2 separate regions of the Mus musculus genome follow, and region 1 is linked to region 2. Evidence: chromatin contacts called from public Hi-C data. All regions are on one chromosome and are shown on one strand. Each heading gives the region's core, a stretch centred on a gene start, on an enhancer-like site or on the middle of the called end of the contact. The rest is flanking DNA. Distances are from core to core; before and after follow the strand shown.

Region 1 (6,301 bases), core at 485-2,984, 450 kb before region 2:
TTCCTTAAATGGAAGTATCTTTATTATTTGTTACAGATGCCTTCTTAGAGAAAGACTTAAAGACTTACCAGGATTTCTTTTGCAATCCAGAGAAGGTTTCACAGTGACCAAAGATAAAGAGTTAGGTTTTAGTAAACATACAAAATTATACTTAAAACAACAACAACAACAACAATGTCTCAAACAAAGTATCGTCCACTAGAGAGTCTGGTTATGATTCAGCCACCATTCCTTTCTTTCTCTTTTTGATAAATAGATTATCTTCCTTGTTTTCCTAAGGGCAAGATCACTGTTACCACTTTCGGGGACTTCTTGAAACTTAGTAATTTTTTTTTCCCTCAATTTCTCATCTTCTCTATATGTAAAAGCTTACTGTGAACTGAAGTTCAGGGTGTTTCACAATGTCTCCCTTCTTCTTTGTCACCTAGAACTATATTCTAGGAGACTTTATTATTACTGATATTTGGGGGAAAAATCTGCTTCTCTTCTGCTTCATCCCTTCCAAGGCTCTTTCTGAAGATGTGAATGCAATTTTACACTTATACAAAGCTTGCAAGAGAGAACGTGAAAGTTTAGCAGCAACAGCAAAGGCCCTGTGAACCGATCTAAGTTCATGAATCATAAAGTTAGATAGATTCTTTTATCTCACTCTCAAAGAAAATAAAGTCCTTATCATGGGAACTTTCTAGTCGCAGACCAGCAGAATGAATCTATTCATCCCTGATGCTGCGTTTTGTTGGTGTGTGGTTAAGTGTGGAGTCTCAGTGTAAAAAAATCCCAGTATACATGTGAATACTTGATAGATAATGACTGCACATTCCAAGGACAGACATAAAGTATGATTCCTTATAAACCTGTCACTCTGGATCATAATTAGTATAATTCCGTTTTGTTTTAGTTGCATGACATCATTTGGTTTTAAAACAAGCAACTTCATCATAAGAAAAAATGTTTAACCGTCAAGTCAGCAGAGCCCAAAGCAAATTTCCCATGTGTTAACATCAAGAAAATCTTGCATAGACAAGCATTATAGCAACTTCTGAAAGGAGGCTAGGATAACAGAGGCCAACTTCACTTTGATACAATCGGCACAAACGCCAGAAGCACTTGATACAAACATTGCAGCTAAAAGGAGACACTACAGTAAGATGTTTGCATTTCACTAAAGTCTTTAGCATGCTGGACCAGGTGGGACTATACAACATACATGTAGTATCCAAAAGGAGGTTAGGAACTGTAGGATCTCGATTTTTTTTTTTTTTTTTGGATTACTTTTCGATGTTTTTCATTTTTGAACAAGAAAGAGACAATGCGTTTCCGGGGAACTCCTCACACTCTGGGATGGCATTTAGTGTGGATCCTTAAGCATGCCGTCCCTCTCCCTGGACAAAGAAGCGTCTCTTTTAAAAGTGAAGGGCTGGCTTTTGCATCCAGACCGTCATATATTTTTCTCTGAGTACTGGTTTTGGGAATGGCTGTGTTCTTTCGGTTTCTCCCACACTTGGGGAATTTATCCTTAGGCAACTTCAGATGGATCCATGCTGGGCTTTTGACGATTGAGCTCTAGCTCAGAAAAGGAGGTTGAAAAAGAAAAAAAGAAAGAAAAAAAACCGATCTTTTTCATCACCCAATGAAAGTGCAAAGAGATATTTTTTGAAGAACAGGGTGTAATTAGCCTAAATGGAATTGGGCCAAATCTGCAGCATTAACAGGCTAAATGTGTCTCTAGCTCTTAGAGCATTCCAAAGATAGGCTCATTCTTGACTGTTATGGATAAAGACTGAAGCATCTACAGAAGTCTAAAATAAGAAAATGGGAAGCATGGAAAAAGAAAAAAAAAAAAACCAAAACAGCCTAGTCCTCGCACAAATCAAAGATGGTTACTAAAGCTTGCTATCCTTTCCCCAATCGAAAAAAAAAATCCACATGACTAACTTTTCTAAGAAGAGACTGCAATGCCCACCGGGAATGGGACAGATAATAAATGTAGCTGGCACTCTTGCCCAAGAGGAACTATTGTTCCATGTAAGGAATGAAAGCCAAACCCTTTCAAGAGTTAAAGAAAACCTAATTTAAGGACACATCTAAATTAGTTGCATAAAAGCAACTGAAATAAGAAAGGGGTTTAAAAATATCCGATGTGAATACTCAACGTGTCAGCTGACCCAATACAGTGCAAAACAACCCCCGTCCCCACCACTTCTCAAAGAAAGAAAGAAAAATCATGAAAGAGAAGAAGGAAAGGAAAGGAAGCCAGCACCACGCTTGCTCTGCTGAGCTCATCCTGACTTTTTGAGATACGTTTTTAAGTTCAACATGAAATTTTATGATTCTTCGAAGCTGAAATGATTTCTTTTTCTAGCTATTATTTCTGTTCCCAACTGCAGGCTATAACAGGTAGGATAAATGTGGTAAATGTACCTAAGAGTCTGGACCTGGACTGCTTTTGTTTTTTTGTTTTTTTTTTTTTTTGTTGTTTTTTGTTTGTTTGTTTGTTTTCAGTAGGAAGTCTCAAATAGTGCTGAATGAAAACATAACATCTGGAAGTTACTAAGATGACTGGAGGGGTGTTGTACAGATTTTTAAGAAAGCCTTTCTGTCCAGCAGTTTTGTTATACTAACCAAATGAAACATGACTAGGCCTAAATTATTATTATTTAGGACTGTTACGTCATTTAGGTGAGAAGACAATCTAAGTTTTGGAGATAAACTTCTATTGAATATGATCTTGGACTTCAGAGCTTTGATTTTGAGCACTGGACTCTCAGATTTTGCCCCATCATGATAGCCGATGCCTCAGTCTGTTCGTTTTACTCTTATCTAAAGCACTTATATTTGAACTGGAAAGATCTTCATGGTGACATGTTGCAAGGGTGGTCCCCATTTTGGCATGGCCCAGAAGAGAGACAACTCTAGACTGCGTGTGGAAACAATTGGAACTAGATCCCCAGTTTGAATGCCATTGGAAAAAATCACACAATGCTTTGAAAAAAATAGTGATAATGTTTCATTTGTTTTATGTCATAGATTTATAGAAACAAATTGAAGAATGAATGTGAGGATATGGTAAATATATATGTATATATATAAATATAAATATATATATATATATACACACACACACACACATACACACACACACAAATACACACACACAAATACACACACACATACACACACACACACAAATACACACACACAAATACACACACATATACACACACACACATACACACATACACACACACATACACACAAATACACACACACACAAATACACACACACATACACACACATACACACACACATACACACATACACACACACACACATACACACAAATACACACACACACACAAATACACACACACACACACACACACACACACACACACACGATAAAATGGAGGACAATGCTTTCCCTGCTGGGGGACCTTTTCCCAACACACTTGCTTTGTATTACGAACAAACCTTCAGACCTTCATTTCTGCGTCTGAGTTGTACTGAGACTTTATCCGAAGTTTATTGTAGAAGAATTAAAGAGCTATTTGCTTGCGTGATTACACTTTCCACAGTTATTTCTAGTATCAACGTCTGGTGTTAATTTAGAGAGTTTTAGTCTGATGTGTTAGATGTTTAAGTCTCCAACATGGCCCTCATCTCACTTTGTCAAAATGTATAAGAATTGAGGGGTGAACGGGTGCACTGAGTGTCACGTGATTTTAAGTGACTGTGAACATTTAGCATTGCCATTTGACATCATAACCTCTGTGGTTTGAATCTCTTTTCTGAGGATCTCAATGAGACCTCATTGACACTGTAGGAGTCTCATGATGGATGCCGTTGGGAGGTTTTTAGGTTCTGAAGGTACAGCTTTCTAGGATGGATGAAGGCTGTTATGTCAGGACCATATTTGTGATCTAGTAAGTGGGTGACTTAGAATAGAATGAGTTGAGGCACGTTCTTCCTCTTGTGAATTCTATGGCTCTGTGAAGTAGCTCCCTCTTGTTATATTATGACTCACCTAGAAGTCTTTCATCAGATGAAGCACTTTGGCTTTTCATCCTTATACTTCAAAATCCTAAGCCATCAGAATATAGATTAAAACAATCACCTTTGAAAAAATGATGAAATATATATATTTATAATTACATATATATAAATATATATTTATAATTTTTACATATATATATATAATATATATATTTATAATTTTTATATATATATAAAAATTTGGGAGGCAACACGAGAGGACAGAACATATGTGGAATGTGGTGGCAGACTCTTCAAAAAATGGATGGTGATATGGGACTATGGAATTGAATGTTGGTTAAGAATTATAAGGTGACATCATGATATAATTCTGATGAGTTCAATCTCTGAGATGCCCTTTTCATTGAATAAAAGTGGTTGTGTCTCACATTTGTACCTCAAACTTAAAATGCATGTGAATCGCCCATTCAGAATGCACCCACTCTGGGTTGGTGGCTGGCTTGAGAAATTACTCAGCCTTTTTGAGCAAGCACCCATGCAATGGCAAAGCTGTCCAGACAGCAATGTGAGTGATGGAATATACAGCATCATACAGACAGCCACCCATGCACTGTTGTTTGGTTTATGCTATTTTGATCACGATGGTGCAAAATTACTACACATACCATATATATCATACCTAGGATCTCGAAATTTACATTTTTGGGGTGGATAACAGTTCCCATGATGTTGGCGGTGACAGTTAGCCAAAGAACACAGTAAGCTGTTTGATCATGATACTCAAGGGTGTTGGGTGGCTGTGCTATAACGTTGTCATGTTAGGTCTTTAAAATGTGCTTTATATTTATACTGTTTTCATATTTTGATTAAATGGAAGTAGTGCTTATATATCTAGTTGTAGGTTAGGGCTTAGCTGTCCTTGTTTTTCCCAGCACAAATGACACTCCAGGAATAATTATATCAGAGAAGTGGCTATGAAGGTTGTAGCTGAAAAAGGTTTCCAGTTCTGGAAACTTCCCTGAAGTGAAATTGATGCATATCCCAGTTACATTTTAAACACAAAATGTAGAATTTTTCTATATTTGTACAGTCTTGGATCTATGGCCACCAACAAAACCCCATGGACATTTCTCGTAGTCCCAGTAGCCTGAGTCTCCTCTGCAATCTGATCATCTGCCCACTTTTCTCTATCTTTTGAATTTCTTTTCTGTCATTTTAATTTAATTTTGCTTTTCTAGAAGTTTACATAAGCATATCAGTACAATAAATTCATGGTTATTTCATTTTAAATAATTTTTTCAAGATGGACCCATTTGCCTACGTTTTGGAAATGGAATTATAATCTTGTTTTGAGTGCATCCCTCTTAACTACTAACTCACATTATATTGAATGGACAGAACCATGTCTAGCTATCCATTCATCTACATCTAATGATGTTTGCATCATTTCTAGTTTTTATCTACTTCACATCAAACTTTATAAGCATCGATGAGTATGCCCTTTTGTGGATAAAATTGTATTTTTCCTAAGTAAGTATAGAGTGCTTGAGTTACATAGTAGTGTATGTATGTTTAGCCTTTAAATAAATGACCTAATTATCAGGTTTGCCAAGGTGATTCAACTCAACTCAACTGTGTTGTGGATAGCTCTGGGGCTATTTGATGTAAATTTCGTTCTTCTGTGAGGGGTTGTGAACAAAGAGTGAGTAAGCACTCAGGTGATTTCCTGTAAACCTGCTTCCCACCTTAATTTGTAAAATAAAGAAGAGCTGATGACGGGACAGATAAAAGGGAAGGTGGAGGGGGAGAAGAAGGAGAAAATGGAAGAGAAAGAAGATGCAGAAGAGGGAGAAGAAGAAGAAGAAGAAGAAGAAGAAGAAGAAGAAGAAGAAGAAGAAGAAGAAGAAGAAGAAGAAGAAGAAGAAGAGGAGCAGAGCAGAAGCACATGGCTTGGAGAAACCTCAAGTTCTAAGGGGTCTCATAGATGAGGAAGATGGTGGTGTAGCATTAGATCTGCCCAATCTAGGCACACAGCATTCATGTTAATTGAGTTGTGTTTTTTATTGCTGGGCATATTTGGGTTGGAGATTTACAGCAACACAACTGTCCCTCCCCTTCCTCAGTAATTAATTTCTTAATTAAAAAAACCATAAGAATTAACTTGAGGTTTTCCAGGTGAGTAGTTCTATCTCCTTGTCCTTTTAACATATATATATACACACACACACATATATATATATACACACACACATATATATATATATAATTATATTGACATCCTTTTCTCTAAAGGACCAAATACTATGT
Region 2 (5,986 bases), core at 1,001-3,500:
CCTATAAATTTATTTATGAATTTAATTTCTAATAAGTGAAGATTCTTTAAATAGTAGTGTTATTTACAGCATCCTTTTCACCACAAACACTGTCCCTAGCTGCCCGGCAAGTGTTTTCCAGAGTCCCCAGGTTTCTCAGATGCTAAGCCTTCTCCTGTGTTGGCTTTGTTCCTATGCCCACTCCTCAAAGGCTTGCTCAGATGCAACTTCTTAATGATGTCTTCTTTGGTCATCTCAGCTGGAAGCGATCTCTACCTCCTCTGATCTGCTACAGCAATTATCACATTCAGCCTTGTAATTCAATATGGCTTAGTGAAAAATCATGTGTGGATGAGCGCTGGGGTTCAGTAGAGAGGGGCTCAGATTTTGGCTTTGCTCCTCATAGGGGAAAAGACGCGGACTTGTCTGTCAGCTTCCATGAGTCAGAGTAAGGGATTAGATGAACAATCTTAATGAAGTTTACCTTTGATCTTCCAGCAATATGGTTACTGATTATAACTGGAAAGATACACTTGGAGTAGATATGTCATTCAATTATCAATTCTGTATGAGAGAGCTTCATTATATTGACTCTTGAGCTACACTTTTCTTAAGTTTGAAAGCCACATACTCGTTTATGTGTTTATATACATAATCATATGCTTCAAACACAGATACCCTTGCGCTGGATTTTGTATTCCAGCCTACCACCACACCATTGTGCTGTGTTCTCCATTCCATAGTGCTGTAACAGTATTGCAAAATAGGGCAGCGCTGAGTGAATGAATGAACACATGGTAAAAAAGCATCAAAAGGATTACTATCCTCATTGAAATTTTTACTGCCAAGTTGACAATGTTAAAAATACAGAGTAACAGCTCAGCGCTGTTTCAATACAATAAGCTATTTTTTTTGTCATGGTTAATCCATTTAAAACTGAAAAGGGGGCTTGTTCTCTAAACAACATAAATTTATATCTTTTCACCAAGAAATATATATTTGACTAATTACTATGCTGTATATGAATATGTAGTAGATAAGATTAAACTTCTAAGATGTTTATAATTGCAACATAAAATATATCTGAACCCTCTGCAAAAATTGTGCAATCAACATGAGGATATGTGATATTCACTATGAAGCACATTGTCTGTCTGTCTGTATATATGTCTGTGTGTCTATAGGTCTGCGTTTTGACTCAGCAGTCATAACCCTGCCATACACAAAGCCATCTAATAACTGGATGATTTGCAAATGTCTTCCACATGGGCTACAGCTATGCGTATGTAGATGCTGCTACACTCAATCCTGTAACTGTAAAGCAATACAATCAACATAAGCAGATTCACGTTTTTATTTTACTTTATTTTATTTTTTATTTCCTAATGTGTTAATGCTCAACGGATCTTTTGTTTTGTGACAAGCACAATGTGAGGACCCTCAAAACCCTCATTTATCATTGCTCTTCCCTCCCTCCCCACTCTTTCTTTTCGGGTGATACTTATTTCTAACGGCTTATGATCTTCACTGGATAAGAAGAAGACATTTGAGGTCGAGAGTGTGGAGGTTCAGGGTGGGAGGGGGGGACGGCTATTTTGAATCTTCTGATGGTGAGGTTTCGCTCACTAAGGAGCTCTCTGTGGGTTTCTGGCATTGTGTTTTGTCTGCTTGCAAGTGAGCCGGTGATCGATGGGGAAAGTGTTCATTGATTTGTAGTGCCTGCGCGCTGCAGCCAACCAGCACTAGAGTGAGGAGGCAGCATCATGAATCTCTCAACTATGCATATTTATATGCAGCTGCTGAACTTCGAAACCTCTCGTGAATACAAAGTACTTGTGTGGCCACCAGTTTGCACAATGCCGTCCTGCTGCATGTTCTGATATAGCTACTGTACGGGAGAATGGATGTGGGAGAGGGGCACGGTGGGATAGAGAAAGGAGAGGTAAGGGCTGGGGGTTGGAGGGAGGGTTGAGCCTTGTACAATTCCTCATTAGAAAGCAACGGAAATGAGGTGTGTGTGGGAACAAGCAGGATACGTTCTAATAAATGCTCTCCTTGCCTGAATCTCGAGTTCCACAATTGATTAATGGAAACAATGAATTTATGAAATTCTTGGGCAAATGGATGTATCTGGAGGATATCATCCTGAGTGAGGTAACCCAATCACAAAAGAAGTCACTTGATATGCATTCACTGAGAAGTGAGGCTCCCTGATAACGATGTGGTTAAAATATGCTGGCATCATTGAAATCATCATAGCAATGAGCTGTGCGCATGAGAAAGTAACCTCCCCTGAGTGAATCGCAGCTTTGCTTCGGGAGAGAGTAGATGCGACAATATAATGGGAGGGAGGGGTGAAGGCAGGAAGATATAAAGAATTGTTAATATTATTGGGAAAAATTAAGTAAAGTGAAATGCAGGAGGATGTTAAGAAAAATATATGAAGGGGCATGCATTTGAGAGTGGGGATAGAATGGGAGGGGCAGGAAAGAGGCAATAAAGCTACAGGGGAGGTTAGGAGACCTGAATATTCAGACAATATGAAGAAGGACTGTAAATAGGAGAAATAAAATAGGGAAAGAAACAGCCAAACAAAAACTATCACGGTGTGTGTGTGTGTGTGTGTGTGTGGGGGGGGGGGGGGCACAAGATATGCCTTTTCCACAGGAGACATTCTTTTGTTGAGAAAGATGCATTTTATATAAAGTACAGAGTAAGTCACAGATTTTTTAAAAAGTGACCAAATTTTAATAAGATTACGGTTTACAAACAGATTAAATCTGTAAACTTGGAGATTTCTATACCCAATAATTAAAGCATATTTTCTTAGTTTTTAAAGGCCTATAGTTAAAGATAAGAAATCTGGGTTGGGGGATATGTTTGCAAAATTGAAAGTCAAATTGAAACATCACTATTTTGAAATTATCTTCATTCAGAAAGTTCTGAAGACCAAACTCAGTTCAATATTGTTAACCCCAATAGTGCTACGGGGCCTCCAAGAAAAGCTCATTTTATTATGAGATTAGGGCTTGTCTCCAGCTGAAGTTTTATCAAAGAAACATAAAAGGAAACCTCAAATTCAATGTCTAGGTAGTTTCACTCCAGTATCAAAACCAAGCTTTATATGTTTCCACATAGAGTTACAGCATTGGTACAGACCAAAGTGCAGCTGCTCTTTTGACCATCCTATCCAATGGCCTTCTTCCAAGTCCTTCCCTCTGAGATTTAAGGAAAGCTGTCAATCCTTAGCTCTCAAAGGCTTAGGAAAATGGATGGAAATTGAATGTTAAAAGGCCAGCACATACTGTGTTGGTATTAGATTCCAATATTACTAAGCATGTCCAGACTTTTAAAAAATATACAAAACCTCTGGTACGCATAAGCACTAGCGCGTGCACACACACACACACACACACACACACACACACACACACACACACACACACACACACATACACACACAAACACACACAAACACACACTACATATACACACAAAAGCTTACTCTATTTTCAATGATGTCAAACTCTCTTCTAGCAATGTTCTCCCCCTAGTGGTGAGTCAGCACAAAAAGTGCCTTCTCAAGTGGAAAACCTAGTTTCCTTCCCAGAATTGGTGCTAAACATAAAACAATGTGAAACTTTACTTTTCTCATTGAAAAAATAATAGGAAAACAATATTCTCAATTTTAACATAATGTTTTTCTATTTTAAAATTTTAAATGATTTAACCTTTATCAGAGTTATGCAATGATTATAAACTCATCCATGTGCATATGCACATTGCTACAAGGACATTTCTGAGGTTATATAATAAGTGGTTATCTTTTAATCGGCTACCTTTTAGATTTTACTTTACAAGTACTTGTAAATTATTTCCATAGACAAACTAAACCTGAATGCTAAGGACATAAAAGGAAAACTACCAGGATTTAGTCTTATTTCTCATTTACAGGTCTAACCATGGAATTCTTACCATCCTCCTTACCCCATCCTGCTGAAATATGGAAAACTCTTACTGTTTATGCCCTCAGCCTAGGTAGCACAGAGTCGAGGCAACACTGAGTGCATTTTTTTTATATAATTTATCACACCAAGTGATAGTCATTGATTCATGAAAGATACCGTGGTTTCTTTACATGGTAATCAGAGTTCAAGTCTCCACTGAGAAATCATTTGTGAAAATTCTGATTCTGATTTGATTCTAAAAAACAAGAAGAAAGGAAGTCTCGATTTACAGTTAGAAATCTAATGCTGGGTTGGAATTTTTCTCTGTTCAACATGGAGGTTCATGAAGGTTCCCATTGTTTTCAGTTAATAGATGAAGCTGATGGAGGCAAAAGAATTTCAGACTGTGTGACTAGAATTTGTGGGTCAAAGAGTAATAACGTAAATATGGAGAGAAACTCTCCGGGGTGTTTCAAAGGTAACCAACTATCATTACCCTTTGCACAGTTACACAGCATTAGGCAAGAGGCAAAATTTTAAACCAAAACTTCTTTAAAAAACAAACTATGTCCATGAATTGCTTAAAAGTTGTCTGTAGACATTTAAGGAGAGGACATACTCTGTACAAAAAGTTTTGGACAATTTTCTAATTGTATGTTAATATCCATCTATATACATAACAAATTTTGCTAAGTGGTGATTAAGGTAAGAGACACTCAGAGTTGGTAACACTCAAATTAAGGCTATGTGAGTGTTTTCTTAAATTTGCTTTCGAATAAATGTTCTGAACTAGGGATTTTAATATCATAATTTACTAAAAATTACTTAATTTAAATTTAGAAGGTAGAAACCAGAATGACATCAATATATACTAAAATATCAATTGATCCTAATTTCCTTTCCTCTAGATAAGAAAACAGGAGATACAGCCATATGAATGGAAATGAGCAGGAGGTGGCGGTTTCACTGAGGTTTATATGAGGTCTTTTGTTTATGTTGAGCTGATATGCTCACTTGATAATTCTACAGTTGCATAACTATTTCATGTGTTACGTATAACATCATCTCTAAAGATGTATTTATAGGTATAACACTGTGACTCTCACCAGGCACAGTCTGGTTCATTTCACAGATGTAAAAATACTGAATACAAACAAAACCTATGACAAAGTAGCTCTCAGCCACAGTGGTCTCCTTTATCACTAAGTTGTAAGGATGTCCCTCAAGTAGAGTCTACCTTCCTCGTGTTGAAAGACCAGAGTTGCTACTGCATATGTTGTTTGCTGCTATTATGTATATCTTTCTTTCCTCCTCTATTCATTCATATATATATATATATATGGTGTGTGTGTGTGTGTGTGTGTGTGTGTGTGTGTGTGTGTTACCAGGAACCAAACCCACAGTCTTGTACACTGAAGGCAAAGGACTACATGCCCTTTCCCATTTTGTGTGCTATGTTTCCACTGTGTGATCAAAACAATCTGCACTGAAATTTCTTAATGAAAATTTTGGTGAGATTGTTCGGAATGATCAGGAATTATGCAGAAGTTTTAATCTTGGATGAGTCATATAATTTTGGGGTAGCTTTCTGCATGTGTGAGACATCTAAGATAATAGTAAAACTGATTTTCAAATTTAATAAAACGTATAGCAACATTTCTGAGGAATGTAAACATTAAATAAGTAGTATTTCCTGCAATATTATTCTTAGAAATATTATCAAAATAATAGAAGCAAACTGGGATAAATCCAGCGAAGCACAAACTCATCAAATCCTTCCAATTCCACCACAGCATGAAAAAATGAAATCAAACAATTAAAAATAAACAAACTGTACTTATAGTCCTGCCTGCTTACTTAGATCTAATGCACCCATTAACCAAAGGAATGCTGAACAGGTCAAAGGTGCAATGTTTATTTCCAAAGTTACTTAAAACTGTATTTAATATTTTCTTGCTTGGATTGTTTATTTGCAGAAGAAATAATAAGCATGAAAGTCACTATTAATAGGCCTTTGCATCAAGTACAAGTCAAATAATAATAACTTTAAGTAAAAGAAT

What was found. Hi-C and Micro-C count contacts between places; a contact is called where the count stands out from the background.
Region 1: a contact with region 2 is called in a Hi-C map of cerebral cortex, with 4 times the contacts expected there. The contact joins two enhancer-like sites. A contact is called at or near these places in 6 of 484 Hi-C or Micro-C datasets (cerebral cortex, embryonic stem cells, nephron progenitors and 1 more).

Annotation. Positions count from the first base shown.
Region 1 is chr16:77,982,409-77,988,709 of GRCm38.p6, reverse strand. No RefSeq gene overlaps it. Among named protein-coding and RNA genes, the nearest start is that of Gm31431, 100 kb to the left of the region's middle. Within about 2 kb of position 1,734, at least 32 of the 459 cell types and tissues checked have an H3K27ac peak or open chromatin away from gene starts, as enhancers often do. A contact at or near this core is called in cerebral cortex, where this site is marked.
Region 2 is chr16:77,532,770-77,538,755 of GRCm38.p6, reverse strand. All of the region lies in intron 4 of Mir99ahg (Mir99a and Mirlet7c-1 host gene (non-protein coding)), which reads right to left. Among named protein-coding and RNA genes, the nearest start is that of Mir99a, 63 kb to the left of the region's middle. Within about 2 kb of position 2,250, at least 70 of the 459 cell types and tissues checked have an H3K27ac peak or open chromatin away from gene starts, as enhancers often do. A contact at or near this core is called in cerebral cortex, where this site is marked.